Regions from separate parts of the Mus musculus genome. Here region 2 is linked to region 1. The links are chromatin contacts, called in public HiChIP or PLAC-seq maps. All regions are on one chromosome and are shown on one strand. The core of a region is the stretch at or near the end of the contact, and the rest is flanking DNA. Distances in the headings are between cores, read along the strand shown.

Evidence for each region. HiChIP or PLAC-seq counts read pairs in DNA pulled down with a chosen protein or histone mark.
Region 2: an H3K4me3 HiChIP or PLAC-seq map of bone marrow-derived macrophages shows a contact between it and region 1, with 3 times the contacts expected there. The contact joins the promoter of Zc3h13 here to the enhancer-like site in region 1. A contact is called at or near these places in 6 of 39 promoter capture datasets (the C10 cell line, liver, macrophages and 3 more), 4 of 484 Hi-C or Micro-C datasets (CD4 T cells, the G1E-ER4 cell line, bone marrow-derived macrophages and 1 more), 4 of 115 datasets of contacts at active chromatin or transcription factors (bone marrow-derived macrophages, fetal liver and large pre-B cells) and 3 of 9 other capture datasets (adipose tissue, liver and macrophages).

What each region holds. Positions count from the first base shown.
Region 1 is chr14:75,044,048-75,046,941 of GRCm38.p6, forward strand. Rubcnl (RUN and cysteine rich domain containing beclin 1 interacting protein like) reads left to right here. Exons shown (of 14, transcript NM_198642.2): 9 at 362-426. Among named protein-coding and RNA genes, the nearest start is that of Rubcnl, 29 kb to the left of the region's middle. Within about 2 kb of position 1,369, at least 73 of the 459 cell types and tissues checked have an H3K27ac peak or open chromatin away from gene starts, as enhancers often do. A contact at or near this core is called in bone marrow-derived macrophages, where this site is marked.
Region 2 is chr14:75,282,852-75,285,745 of GRCm38.p6, forward strand. It overlaps Zc3h13 (zinc finger CCCH type containing 13), which reads left to right and starts at 1,515. Exons shown (of 19, transcript NM_001359875.1): 1 at 1,515-1,814. Cpb2 (carboxypeptidase B2 (plasma)) reads left to right here. Exons shown (of 11, transcript NM_019775.3): 11 at 380-704. The coding sequence ends at 564.

The sequences.
Region 1 (2,894 bases), core at 119-2,618:
TCACGTGTGTCCTTTCCAAGCATGTTAGACTGTTGTCTCCTCGGCTGTCTTGTGTACCCTGGTTTCTGTGCCAGGTAGTGGGAAGCCCCAAGGATTCTATAATAGAAGAGTTATATGTGATACTGACTTCTAATTTGGGCACAATTGAGATGTTTAAAGAATCCTAGCTTTAGAAGGCCAACAGATTCCAACCAGAAAAACATATTGGATAAGTATAAACTTTTCTTAAAATGAAAAGATGACAAAATTAAAGCCCCTAAACTGAGAAACGGACCACGATGTCCACTGCTTTTCCATCAGTGAAAAACGCTGTACTGACCAGCTCTGAAAACGTGTAACAGTTGCCATTTTCTGTCCTCAGGAGGGACATAGCAGTGGTGGCCCAGAACTTCTTCTGTGCTGGATGTGGGACTCCAATACAGCCCAGTAAGTACAGGTCCTGCGCTGTTTGCTTGTTCCATGATAACAGTGAGGATCTGCAGGGCTGGACTATGTGTTGCTTTAGAGTGAGACTGACTTCTTGGTGTGAGCGTGTTGTGAAGGAGTCGTGGAGGTGGCCCTGTCTTTTGCTAGGAGGAGACTGTGACCTACAAAGCTGCATGACTAGCCAGGTACAAGGAGGGCCAGCATCCTGGCTGCTCCTCAATTGGGCACTCAGACAACCCAGCCGTACCTGTCTTAGGGGGTTGAAACTATTGTTTCCTCTTCCCAGAATGAACCCCTCACCCCCATAGACTTCCTTCCCCATGACTCTTGGTTTTCTTCATATCTTTATGCTCTTTTTCTACCCACTCCACTCCCCCTCTCCTTTTCCTGGGATCTTCCATGGTTGCCTTGTGGATCGTGTGGTCGCAGACAGTCGCGTGTGTGCTTCATAGGATCTTCCTCTGCAATGCTTATTCAGCATTTATCTGTCTCCATCACCAAACCATAAATTCCAGGAAGGCAGAAGCCTTGTTGCTTTTGCTCATTGTTCATCTCCAGCCTCTATAGCTATGCTTGCTTATAAGACGGTCCTCTAGGCATACCTGCAGAGTAATCAAATGGCTCCTGGCAAGACTTCTCTGAGAGCTGAGGATATGGTAACTCATTTATGGGATGGCCAAGGTCCTGCAAACTAGTCTTCCCCAAGTGACACCATGCAAGACTTTCAGCACAACCTGGGGATTGCTTGTTCTCCAGAGAAGATGTCTGTTTCAAGACATTAAAATTGAAAGCAGAACCAGCCAGGGCTTCCTCTATCTCACTACACGTTAATGACAATCACAGTGTGTCCTCTTTAAATGACTCATTTTCCCAGCTAGCCTAGCAAGAGGCGGGTCTGTGAGTTGATCTGTACACCCTAATGCCACACCAAATGCCAAATGCATGAGTCAGAAACCACATAGACGCGAGACTCCATCAATCCGTTTAAGTACCTTCCTGAGTCCATTCTTTCCTGCCAGAACGGCAGGGGATCTTGCAGGTCCTGCCCCCATGGGATCTGCTTCCATTTTTGTCTGTCCTCGTGGTCTAAGGAAGAAGGATGGGCATGATTTATTCTGTACTGATGATAGCACAGTGGGCATTTGATGAAGTTTGGTGAATGAGTGAGTGGATCCTGAGATGGTAGAGACTTTGAGGCTGGGAAAGGTGAGTTATATCAGTGTCTTAGTTAAGGTTTTACTGCTATGAACAGACACCATGACTAAGGCAACTCCTATAGGCACAACATTTAATTGGATCTGGCTTACAGATTCAGAGGTTCAGTCCATTATCATCAAGGCAGGAAGCATGGCAGCTTCCAGGCAGTCATAGTGCAGGAGAAGCTGATATAGTTCTACATCTTCATCTGAAGGCTGCTAGTGGAAGACTCGCTTCCAGGCAGCTAGGATGGGGGTCTTAAAGCCCACGCCCACAGTGACACACCTACTCCAACAGGGCTATATCTTCTAATAATGCTGCTCCCTGGCCGAGCATATACAAACCATCACAAATGGCATGCTCAGTATTATACTTTTTGATCCTTTAGTCTGTTGGTGATTTGACTGTACACGCAGATTATACCTCTACACGCAGGATAATCCATTAGGCAGAGACACCTTCTCCTTCATCACCCGAAGGAGTGGGATATGCTGGCTACACTAGATTCAAACTGAGCTCGCCTGCTCTCTGCCTGTGTGTCCAGCTCTCTGCCTGTGTGTCCAGCTCTCTGCCTGTGTGTCCCCACTATGATGCTTCACCTCGCTGACCTGTTTTCCTCAATGAAAGAGGGAAATATAAGTTCCTAAGTCATGGAATTAGAAGCTTAGAATAACATACATTAACCATTCACCAGATTGGGAAACAGACTAAGTGCCCAGTGAAGACTTAGTCCTGTCTACTCTTCAAGGCATTAGTTGGAAAAATGTTATCTGTATCTACAGTGTGCCAGGGAATGGAGTTGCCGCCTTCCCACACAGGTCCTTCAGGTCCTGCCAGGCACTAATGCTGAGGGATGGTTGCACAGGAGATTTTAGCTGGGTTGTTTTTCTTCGTAGACCAGATAATACACAGTATTACCACCTTCATCCCTACATCTTTTGTCCATCAGAATATTTTATTAGAGAAACCTCAGAAGCACCATGTGTTAATTTCCCCATGCTACAGAGATGTGTATCATTAGCTCTTTGGGGGTCTAGGGTCTAGGTTTCTCTCTCTCTCTCTCTCTCATTCTCTCTCTCTCTCTCTCTCTCCCAGGTATTGTTTCCTTTCTCTCTTTGGTGTATATGTGTATGTATACACACATATACATACATATATAGTATGTACATATACACACATGTATGTGTGTATGTGTGTATGCATGTATGTGTGTGTGTGTATGTATGTATGTATGTATGTATGTATGCATGTGTGTGTGTATGTATGTATAA
Region 2 (2,894 bases), core at 265-2,764, 240 kb after region 1:
ATTTATCAACAAAATTATTTGAATCAACTATAGTTTACAATGCAATCCCTTAAAATGACTCAAAATAATGTCTATTCAAACACAATAATGATACATTTGGTAATGTTACAATAATTACTTCCAGAAATGTTACAAATTAAGACAGAAAGTACATGCACTGTAAAATGTACTAAAATGTTATTGGCAGTTATCACTCCTTAATCAGATTATTGTTGAGTTCTGGGCAACATGTGTTTTCTTTCTTAACATGGTTTCTTTTAGATGACTACAACTTTCAGATAAGAAATTTAGGTAACATCCAGAAGGAAGCTATTTTCGTTTCTACAATGAAATAAAGTGTTTGTTGCTATGAAATAAATATATTTTGTGTCTCTTTTAGATCTAGCTCCTGGAGGTTCTGACGATTGGATCTATGATTTGGGCATCAAATATTCGTTTACAATTGAGCTCCGAGATACAGGCAGATACGGATTCTTGCTGCCTGAGAGATACATCAAACCCACTTGTGCAGAAGCTTTGGCCGCCATCTCTAAAATAGTTTGGCATGTCATCAGGAACACTTAATGCCCTAACCTCCGCTCTCATTATTTTTATTTTATTGATTTCAGCAACACTTAACTGTTGCATTAGCTTCTAAGTTGAATCAGTTTCCTTGGTTTTGTTGAAGAATAAAAAGCACACTACTTTGAGCTTAAGAGTGAAAATGGCCCCCTGTGTATTTTAACATTTTTATTTTTATTATTTTTATTCTAAGAGGTTAGCTACTGGTCCCACCCCACCGTCCCTTGATTTATGATGAACAGCTATCTTAAGCAGTTTTAAGATGTACTGTGTGTGTGGTGGGGCGTGAGGGTGTGAGTTTAAGCACCAGGTTTATGCTGGACCCCCATCAGAGGCCAGAAGAAAATGGGGAACCGCTGTTACTGAAGGTTACAGAAGGTGGTCAGCAGTCACGTGGGGGATGGGAGTCAAACCTGGTCTCTGAAAGAGCTGCAACCGCTTTTAACGGCTGGAGCCATCTCTCCAGCTCCTCCTAAGCAACTTTTACCCTAAATCTACGGAGATCATTGGATCCAAGCAGGAAAAGCAAAGGCACTCTGTAGCACCTCAAGGGTTTGCACCCTAAAATTTTAATCAGTCTCTGCTCTTGTTCTTGAAAACGCAATCCGTGCATTTCTGCTCCAGCTTCAGGCCCAGGCGGGGGACGGGCGGTTGTCAAAATCTGCAGCTTCGAAACGCACCAGGCTGGTGGTTACTGCCGAAACAAAGTAGCACTTTATGCGATGGAAAACGGTGAAAACCAGAATCTCAGTCAACTGAGAATCTCCGTCCTCCCACGCTGACTCCGTGTCCCCAGACCTTAGTAAACAGGCGTCAGGAACACACTCCGCACTGCCCTCGCGTCGGACGCGAGGGGGCGTGGTCTGAGAGGGGCGGGGCTTACTCGATGACGACTAATCTGGGGGCCGGAAGCTGCCTTGCCTGCGGAGGAGTCGGGCAAACTCGCGACTTCCGTCGGCTTTTAGATGCTGCCAGTGTAGCGGCCAGGCAGAGTTGTGGTCTTAGCGTTGCTCTGCAGTGGCTTCTGTGCGTCTCTCGTCTCGTGTCCGGAGCTCTCCAGAGCTGGGAGAAGATCCGGGCGGCTCCGCTGCTCCCTGTTCCCGGCGTCCGCCCCGCTTGAGGAGGGCCGGCCCCTGGGAGCCGCGCGTGCACGTCCTCTTGGTCGTCCTCCCGGGGCCGGGCGCGGGGACAGCCGGAGCTGAGGCGTCAGGGACGTCCTGAAGACTGCGCTTACAAGGGTGCTTGGAGAGGAGGTAAGCGTTCGGGGAGCGGATGGGAAGAGGCGTTGGACCCGGCTCGTGTGGGCGTCCTGCGCTGTGGCCTCCATCCTCGCTCGCCTTGTTCTGTGCTGCTTGTGTTTCTGAACGCTGTTTGAGCATCCCACCCTTGACTCTGCAGAGGCTCTTGGTGTTAGATCTGGCTGTTGCTCCAGTTGTGATTCTGCAGTCTGTGTCAGGAAGCAGGCGGACTCGGATACCGTGGTGTGGTGGTCGCATTTGTGTGTGGTGAAAGGATGCAGCAGTTGTGTTTCTTGGATTTAGAGTTGCCTTCTTCACGTATTCCAGATCTATTGAAGAAAGGAGAGTCCTTTTGATTGTTCCTGGTCTTGCTTATTTCCCGGCTGCAGTAAATACTATTGGGAGTGTAGGAGTACTGTTTTATCTTTATACTCCCAGGCAACGGGAAGCTGGAACGAAAGGAGAAGATATATCTGGCAGTATCACTTGCTAAGCAGGTTGACATTTATGTGGCTGGAAAAGTATTCAGAGTTGAAGAAAATACTTGGATGATATTGGTAGGATCTTGCTTGTGAGAGGCAGTATCTTAAGTTAATTCGTTTTATTAGGAGTCTTCAGATAATTTGAACTCTTTCAGTTATGGGCGTGCACAGTCTCTCCTGGTTTGTGAATTTCAAAAAAAAATAATTTGAAAAGGTTGGACCTTTAAGTTTGGCATTTAAGGGTTTAAAAGTCTGTGATATGTTTATTTAGTTAGTCCAGATCACTATGCGGCTCTGCCTATATGCTTAGTTTTGCTATGTAGTACTTAACATTACTAGCTTTAGAATCCAAACAACAATATTTCGCAACACAGACGTATAAATTTTTAAATAACCTCCAACTTCTTAGTTAGATTATATCAGATGACAGTTTCATCTGGAGACTTAGCAAGCTGATGTAGGAATGTCACAATTTCTGTGCAAACGGTTGTGCCCTGAAACTTGAGTTTCAGTGTGAGCATCTGGTAGGATGTAGTTGATACCAACACATAGGGGGTGACTCAGATACCTAAATGTGCAGAAACTCAAATCCCTTCTGGAAAACGATGTTTTA